2 separate regions of the Ovis aries genome follow, and region 2 is linked to region 1. Evidence: chromatin contacts called from public Hi-C data. All regions are on one chromosome and are shown on one strand. Each heading gives the region's core, a stretch centred on a gene start, on an enhancer-like site or on the middle of the called end of the contact. The rest is flanking DNA. Distances are from core to core; before and after follow the strand shown. Region 1 has its middle 190 kb from the start of ZFP36L1. Region 2 has its middle 29 kb from the start of ZFP36L1.

Evidence for each region. A called contact is a pair of places that touch in the nucleus more often than the background predicts.
Region 2: a Hi-C map of liver shows a contact between it and region 1, with 3 times the contacts expected there. The contact joins two enhancer-like sites. A contact is called at or near these places in 2 of 16 Hi-C or Micro-C datasets (both in liver).

The regions. Positions count from the first base shown.
Region 1 is chr7:78,511,190-78,515,591 of ARS-UI_Ramb_v3.0, forward strand. No RefSeq gene overlaps it. Among named protein-coding and RNA genes, the nearest start is that of ZFP36L1, 190 kb to the right of the region's middle. Within about 2 kb of position 2,327, at least 8 of the 54 cell types and tissues checked have an H3K27ac peak or open chromatin away from gene starts, as enhancers often do. A contact at or near this core is called in liver, where this site is marked.
Region 2 is chr7:78,729,584-78,733,985 of ARS-UI_Ramb_v3.0, forward strand. No RefSeq gene overlaps it. Among named protein-coding and RNA genes, the nearest start is that of ZFP36L1, 29 kb to the left of the region's middle. Within about 2 kb of position 2,493, at least 2 of the 54 cell types and tissues checked have an H3K27ac peak or open chromatin away from gene starts, as enhancers often do. A contact at or near this core is called in liver, where this site is marked.

The DNA of each region.
Region 1 (4,402 bases), core at 1,077-3,576:
CAAAGTCTTTCTGCACAAAACTAAACTGGTCATTTCCTCTCTATGTCCACCTCTCTTCTGGAGGTTGCCCATCTCTGTGAATCTCCACTCTCCCCAATGCCCAGGCTCAAAATCCTCAAAACTGTCCTTCTCTCCTTCTTCTCCCTCTCCTTGTACTTCTGATCAACCTAAAGTCTGCAGAATTTTCTTTTGCTCTATTTTTTTTTTATATCCTTCCTACACCGATGTGCTTATCTAAATTCAAGCCATTATCAAGTCTTCCTTGGACCTTTGGGTTCCTCTCTTGCGGTCCACCTGCCCTTGAACACAGAGCCGCCGATAGTGGTCCATCTTCCTTTCAGAAACGCATGTGGACCCCACACTGCTTAAGGCTCCCCAGACAGGGAGACTCTGCCCCTGTTCTGGCCCAGTCCTCACTGCTCCATCATCACTTAGCTGATAGTCACTGAAGACCTACTGTGTGATGAGCTCTACTCATGGATGCCTACTTTCTGCTCCCAGAACTTGCTGCCCTCTCCCCACCAGTTTGCTGGTCCTTATTTTGGTTCACTTGTTTTTCTGCCAGAGACATCTCCTCTTTACTCCCATATCCACCTAGCAACACTTTGTCCAACCTTATTCATGCCCGAGCTCATAGCCCACCTCCTCCAGGAAGCCTATAAGATTCCAGAGATAGACTCAATCTGCCCCCTTCCCCATTCTCCCTCTCAGTACTGTCGCTTTCCTATTACAACTGTGTCTGAACACAGGTATGTGTCTCATCTCCCTGGCTGAGTGGTCCTACAGCCCAAAGGATAGTGCTTGCTCAACTCTGTAGACCAGACATACTTAAGAAAGTTTTATTGGATTTGAATTGGGTCCTATTCCCTCATGATAAAATTGTGGCCCAGTCTTAGATGCTAGTCGGCAGTAGAATCACATCCCAGCCCTAGTCTCCTGGTTCCTGGTTACTCAGGAAATAAAGGAATCCCAGGCTCACTTGCCCAGTGTCCAATTACACATGACCTCTACAGAGGTAGGTGGGGTTTTCCTGGCAGCTTGGTAAAGAACCTACCTGCAATTCAGGAGACCCATGTTCAGATCCCTGAGTCGGGAAGATCACTTGGAGAAGAGAATGGCTACCCACTCCAGTATTCCTGTCTGGAAAATTCCATAGACAGAGGAGCCTGGCAGGCCACAGTCTATGGGGTCACAAAGAGTTGGACATGTCTGAGCAAGTAACACTTTCACTTTTTTTTCACTACAGAGGTAGGTACCCACTGTCTTCAACTCTGCACTTCCTCCTTTAAGCTGGGCAGACTAAGAACAGAACAGAGAGACCTCAGATGTGTAGCCAAGGTGCAGCCAGGGGTTACCTAGCCTATTTTTCCAGCACCCACAGGTCTACACTGAATACCCAACAATGAGTGAAACAATCCTGTTTCCTGAACCTTTGGGGAAATTGCTTCCTCATCTTTCCCAGCAAAGAACATCATTGCCTTACAACATCTCCAGGGAAAAATTACTCTTTCCTCTTCTCTAAATCTTCCTCCTACCCCTCCAGTCCTTGACACCCACGATCAGTCCCATTTGTGGGGGCCAGGTCTTCTGAGGAGGTAGGATGAACGCCTCCTGCCTTCATGACAGCATCGTCTGTGCCACAGGAGGACTTCTGAAGCTGGTTAAGGCTTAAGGCTCCTAGGAGGAAATGATGCACCATCCAAAAATAAACAAATTAGTGTGTTTTGTAAAAGTCAAGTAGGGGCTTCCCTGGTGGCTCAGACGGTAAAGAATCTGCCTACAATGCAGGAGACCTGGGTTAAACCCCTGGGTTGGGAAAATCCCCTGGAGAAGGGAATGGCTACTGGCTCCAGTATTCTTGCCTGGAGAATTTCATGGGCAGAGGGTGGGCTATAGTCCGTGAGGTTGCAAAGAATCAGACATGGCTGAGCAACTAACGCTTTCACTTCACTTTCACTATCTGTATAGCTGGCTGTCCACACTGGGTAGTCATGCAGGAGTTCTCTCAGCAGGATTTGGGGAAAGCTGAACTTTCTCACTTGGTGAAGGTTCACATAGCTTTGTGCCTGGGCACCCCCACCCAGATCGCACTCAGTCCACCACCAGATCTGGTCTGGACATCACAGTGCCTGTGAGATTCACCTTTTCTCACTTCCTTGCTTCCAGTCTATCTGTGGCCTTACATCAAATCCAGTGAAATTTTCTCTCTTTCAGTATAAGGAATTGGTTCATTCATCTTCACAAAAGCTGGTGGCAGGATCATGCAAGAGACTCATATCTTTGCAGTGAATTTCAAAGACCTGACTGAGTAAATACCATGTCGTGCCAACCTGCCAGGGCATAGATTGCATCAACCACAATTAGTCACAGCTAAGGACATTTTGAAAGTCCTTCACATTGCATTCTACATAACTTGAAACAGAAAAATATTCATTTCTCTGAAGGAGCTTATGTTCTCTTTCAAGGTAAGTGGGAGCAGGCTGACCTGGGAACGGGCACTTGAATATTTTCACTTGCGTGGTAAGTCCAGCTGTCTCGATGGGGCCCAGGAGACAGACCAACAAGGGGAGAATTCCTGCGTTTGGGATTGGGTTTGTAAAGGCTCCTGTTTGCAACAGCCAACTTACAGAAGAATTTCCAGCTGTTGTCATGGTGAGAGAGCCCTCCTGATTCTGACTCAGGCTGTTTCTATGCTCTGGTCTCTCCCTATTCCTTTCCCTGGGTGGGCTACCCCCATCAAACCCCCATCCTCTGGGCCAGCAGTGGGGCCAGGTGACACTTCGCCATCAAGAAACAGAAGTTGTGGTAAGGTACCTGGAGGAGTCACATTCACGGAGACAGAAAGTAGAATGGTGGTTGCCAGAGGCTGCTCGGGGAGGAATGGGGAGTTTGAGTTTAATGGGTAGGAAGTTTCCGTTTGGGAAGATGAAAAACTTCTGGAGATGGATGGTAATGTCACAGAATCATTTACTTAAAACTGGTTTAAACAGTACATTTTCCATTCTATAGTTTTAATCATAATAAAATAAGAACAAAAGAAATATAAGTAGGGACTCAGCCGTGGTCACAGCACTGCTGAAAGAAGGCAGTCAAGTGACTCAATTCCCATCTCTAAAGAGGGCGTGTGTGGGGGTGGATGGGCGGGTATGCGGGTAGGTGGGAGGGTGTGTGTGAGGGTAGATGGGTGGGTGTGAGGGAGTGTGGGTGGCTGGGTGGGGGGGGGGGGGGGGGGTTGAGGGTGAGCATATGCACACACGTGTGCACAGGTACATGCATGTCATGGGCAATGTGACCCTGCAGGAGTGAAAAAAGGAGGTACAAACATCAGTTAAGGAGGTGAGCCTACTAGACCAAGCCAGTTAACTCTAGGGCTTCCCATGACTAGTTTGGAGATCATTCTGCAGAATGCAGACCAATGGAAGATTCTCAGTGGAAGTTGCTTGAATGCCAGAAAGCCTGCATAATATCCTTGGAGGGCTGGGTGGGAGGCCTTTTCTCCATGACCTGTTGAAAAATGAATATCAGATGTTCTATGAAAGACTAGGTTTTGGGAAGGTGAGAGAAATTGGGGCTGGAGTTCAGAGTCTGCCCCTGTGTGGCAAGTCATGATGCTTAATCGAAATTTAAATGCCTAAGTTCAAAAGAGTGTAAATATGAAAATACTCTCTGTAGACAGTACAGTGTCTCTTCACCATCTTTTATTCTTTCAATCAAGCCTAGCTACGGAAGCAAGTTGGCAATGCATTTTAAAGAAGTCACACTGCAGGGAAGTTTGCACAGACCCTAAAATACAAGTTCTCCTGTACTACCTGTTACAGGAGTCTTTTGGTTTGGGAGGCAGCCCAGTAGCAAGCACAATTGAGAATGAAATCTAAAGTCCTAAGAGCTAGACTTTTTGAGAAAACAGATTCTATAGCTTCTGAGGGGAGAGATCAAGTTAAATCAAATATTCCTGAGAAGACTGGCATATAAAGCCTTTATCAGCATCAGTACTGATATATTTCTATCAGATCCTTATTTTTTTGATCCACATACCATAAAATCTACCATTTTAAAGTGTATAATTCAGTAGTTTTGACTATATTCACGAGGTTTTATAACAATCCCCACTATTAAGTTCAGAATATTTTCATCACCCCAGAAAGAAATCCCATATTCATTAGCAGTCACTCTCCATTCTTCCCTCATCTAGCCCCTGGCAACCAGTAATCTACCATCTGCCTCTATGAATTTTCCTATTTTTTAATTTCATATAAATGGAATTATACCATATATGACCTTTTGTGTCTGGCTTCTTTCATTTAGCGTGTTTTCCAGGTTCATCCAAGTTGTAATGTGTATGAGAATTTCATTCCTTTTTATGCCTGGTGTTCCATTGTATAGATACACCACATTTTATTCA
Region 2 (4,402 bases), core at 1,243-3,742, 220 kb after region 1:
CACCCAGGATGCCCACCTGGGCTTCTCGATGCCCCAGCAGGATATGGTATTCACTGTCCATGTACCCTGACCTGACCGCTTGCCCGCCTAGCATCCATTCACTCATTCACTCATCCCATTGTGTTGGCCAGTGCCCGTCTACGGTGTGTGTGTGTGTGTGTGTTAAGTCACTTCAGTTGTGTCTGACTCTTTGCGACTCTATGGACTGTAGCCCCCCCAGGCTCCTCTGTTCATGGGTTTCTCCAGGTAAGAAAATGAGTGGGTTGCCATGCCCTCCTCCAGGGCATCTGACCAACCCAGAGATCGAACCTGGGTCTCTTACATCTCCTGCATTGGCAGATGGGTTCTTTGACACTAGCACCACCTGGGAAGAGGATACAACATTTTTTAAAAATGTCGAATAGTCCTTGCCTTTGGGAGTGTGAAGCCAAGTGGACTCTGCAAACTAACAGTGGCCATGTGGCCTGGTGCAAGGAGCCCAGAGCCAGGGCCCCCACTCTGTGGGCAGCGACTGCTCTAGCGTGAGTGTGAGCGGCTCCCCCGCGTCCTGCAGCTGAGCCCATTTCTAGACGATAAGCTCCTCACCCCAGACACGTACACTCCCCCCATCCATACACACGATAGGTTCACTTGGCAAATCAGGATGAAAACATGGGCCTGGGGGGCTTTGGGTTCCTTAGCCACTACCCCTACCTGCATTTCTATCCAGGATCCAGAAGGATTCCGCCAGCCAGGAAATGTCCCCCGAAAGTTCCCCTGAAGACTCGCAGAGGGGAGGGAAGGACCCCCCAGAGCCCCTAAAGGGCACCATTGCATGGCTCCTGAAGGCTGCCCTGGGGGGTGCTGGGCTGAGCTGAATGACTAGGGAATTCCCCCAGGCTAGTACACGGCCCCTGCCCACAGTGGCCTCCTCTCAGTGCCAAGCACAAGCTCAGTATGGCACATGCATTTCTTAAACCACTAAGATTTTTATCAGTGACCAGCCCAAGGTGCCAGGACCAGTGGAGAGTTTGCACTGTGGTCTGATGCACCCCGAAGTCCACACCCACAGTTGTACACATTATCCCCAAGACAAGGCTGGTATCCAACACTCCCCCACGTGCCGGGCAGCCTCCTGACTGTCTGCGGGAGAGGGAAGTGACCCCCTTTAACATCTAGTCCCACCCCAACCTGTTGCTGCTGGCTCCCCTCGCTCACCCCAACTGACTCTTCCTGCAGTCACAAAGTGGCTTCCGCTCCCGAGGAGCCCTCAGAGGGCCTATGGAAGGAAGAGAATGAGGTGGGGATGGACAGATCCATGTATAGGCCTCAGAGGGGAGGGGAAATGACCCTTTGAGGGGTCAGATGCTCTAGGCCGCCCCACTCTCCACAGCTGTCATGCAGACCTTGCAGCAAAAGGGAAGGGAGAAAGCTGGTTCTTCCAGGTGTCTTAGCTGAACTGATGCAACCCCAGAGTGCCCTGCAGGCCAGAAGGCAGAGGAAGGGGTGCGTGGGAAGGTGGTGATTATCGACCTCCATTTCAGGGCTGGGTGTGAGGGCCACCTGCCCAGGGAGCACAGCCTGGCCAAGAGGCAGGGATGAGCCCCTGCCTGTCCTGGGTATAGCCTGAGGCACAGGGCAGCCATGGGAAACAGGCCAAGTGGAGTCCCCACAGCCAGAACATGGCCACTGAGAGGCCCAGTGACTACAACCGCATTCCCTGGGCTCTGGTTAAAGCACCTTAATTAATCCCGAAGCCAATCTTTATGCCCACCGTGGGAGGAAGAGGGTCCCTGTTTTACAGATGAGGAGACTGAGGCTCAGAGATTTGAGAAATGTTCCCATTTCTGGAAACAGTACAGTCAGGATTCACATCTGGTCTCTCTGACCCCAAAAGCTTTGCCCTCGGTCACTTAGAGCTTCCCTAATGGCTGGGTTCAGGGCCAAGACCGGCAACTGAGCTGTTCAGACACCCTCTAGATGAGAGGGTGAGCGGACAAGCGCATGGACAAGTGGGCAGTGGGCAGCATGAGTGAGGGCAGAAGCATCTCCACTTCCACGGCCACCGAGCCGCTGAGCAAGTGGACAGGTGGGCAGGTAGACTACGGTAGGACAGCTAAAGGGCCCAGAAGGGAAAAGAAACCACTGCTCCATCCAACGGCCTCTGGAGGACAGGAAGCAACAGGGGTTCTGGGAAGCTGGTGGCCCATCTAGGGCTGGCTGACCATGAGGAATACCCTGTAGATCTCCCTCCTGAGACAGCAAGTCTCCAAAACAAGGGGCCCTGCCCACCAGGCACACACACTCCATGAGCAAGCACCGGGCCGGCCTGGTCAGTCATCGACCGGCCATCGCTCGATTGCGTAAGAGGACCCCAGGCCAGGTGTTGACCTGCCAACCCCTGCTGGGAGGAAAAGAGGAACAAGAGATCCATTGGTCCTTCCCGAGGTGGAGGTGGGGGTGGTGGCCGAGGTGGAGGTGGGGGTGGTGGCCGAGAGGGCCTTGCTGCTGCAGAGAGGTAGGCCTGGCCAGGACAGCAGCTCTGCCCTGCAGCCGCCGGGCCCTGGGGTCAGTGCCCAGGCCTGTTTGCCTAAGGGATTGGGTGCAAGCTGGCATGGAAGTAGCTCACCAGGGGCTGGGGGAGTAGGGGATGGGGGGAGACCTGAGGTCCAAGGAGGTAACAGGGCTGTGAAGGGTGGGGTCAGGGTGCACAGGAAGCCGTTCGACAGCTTGGTTCCCTACCCTGTGCCCACCAGCCTGTGTGAACCCCCTGTGCCAAGGAAATCTTTAAGGGGACAGAAACCAGCACAGCCCTCCTTGGCCTTTCCATGCGGGGTTCCTCGGGCTTCTTAGCCCCTTATCCCCAAATGAGGACCTTCTGGAAACTGTACTCCTTTGGAAAATGCCACAGAGGTCAGTTTGGACCCTGAGCTGGGCAGCAGTGAGAGGCAGGGTTGGGGGCAGGGAATGGCCCAGCTTCAACACAAGCCCTGAAGAGGAGGCGTGCACCCCCTGGTGGCTCAGTGTGGAATAGACGTGTGGAAGCACACTCCCAGACAGGACTTCTAGGAGCGCAGCCTCCACGCAGCCTCCTACAGGCTCTCAGTTCAGGAGCATCTAAATAACCCATAGTTTCCTAAGAGAGAGGAGGGGAGTGATACAACTTACACAAAAGGTCATTGTGAGGATTGCACAATATGCGCAGTCCTCTCAGCGTGACATTCTGCAAATAATAATGACACAGTGACTCGGGAGGTAGGTATTCATTGTTTCCAGTTTTCATGAAATGGGGGCTTGCTCAGAAGCACTCAAATAGTAACTGGCAGAACCCAGATTTGAACCTAGGTGGGATGCCAAGCTTGTACTGTGTTTTAGGCACTATAACCACTCAGATCTTAACCAGAGACCGTTTCCAGCCAATGGGTAGCTTTTTCTCTCCTGTCTCCTGCTTCCAAGAGACTGCACTGATGGGGAGAAGACAGAGAAATGAATCTTCCTCTTCACATGTTCAAAGGGTCAGTGTTTAATCTTTGCATGTCCTGCACTTTACAAAGGACTTTCCCCTCTGTTATCTCACTTGCACTTTACACCAGCCCGGTGAGGGAGGGGGCTGTGGCCCCTACAACATGCAACCCTAAAGTCGGTGGTTCACGTAACTTCCAGCCCTGCACCCACATAAGCCCCACCTGGGGCCAAATCCAATACCCAATATTCCTGTAAAAATCCACTCACAGAAAATATTTGCAAAACATATGTGACGAGGGACCAGTATTCAGGATATAGGAAGAACTCATATAACTCAGAAGTAAAAAGACAACCCCACCTAAAGATAGACGGAAGATTTGAACAAACACTTCTCAAAAGAAGACATGTGAATGGCCAATAAGCACATAAAAGAAGATAATCATCATTAGTCATCATTAGGAAGTATAAAATAACACATTATACACCCACCACCACGGTGAAAATCGAAAAGCCTAACAAAGCCACATGCTAATGAGACTGTTAACAGGAACACTCGTACATTGTTGGTAAATGTATAAAATTGTACAACCACCCTGGAAAAAAGTCTAGTAATTTCTTATAAAAACGAAACCTATACCTCTTCCATGACCCAGCAATTACACTTCTTAGGTGTTTACCCAAGAGAAATGAGGATATATGTTCACAAAAAAGACTCATAGGGGAATGTTCCTAGTAGCCTTATTCATAATAACCAAAAACCCAGAAACAGGCCAGCAGATGTACAGACCGTGGCATACCGACATGAGAGCACACTTCTCAGCAACAAACAGGGACGAATTTCTGATATACCCGACACAAAATCAAAATCATTATGTGAGTGACGAAAGTATTACATAAGATAACCTATTGTCTGATCCTATCCGTATGGAGTTCTAAAACTGGCAGAATAATCTATGGT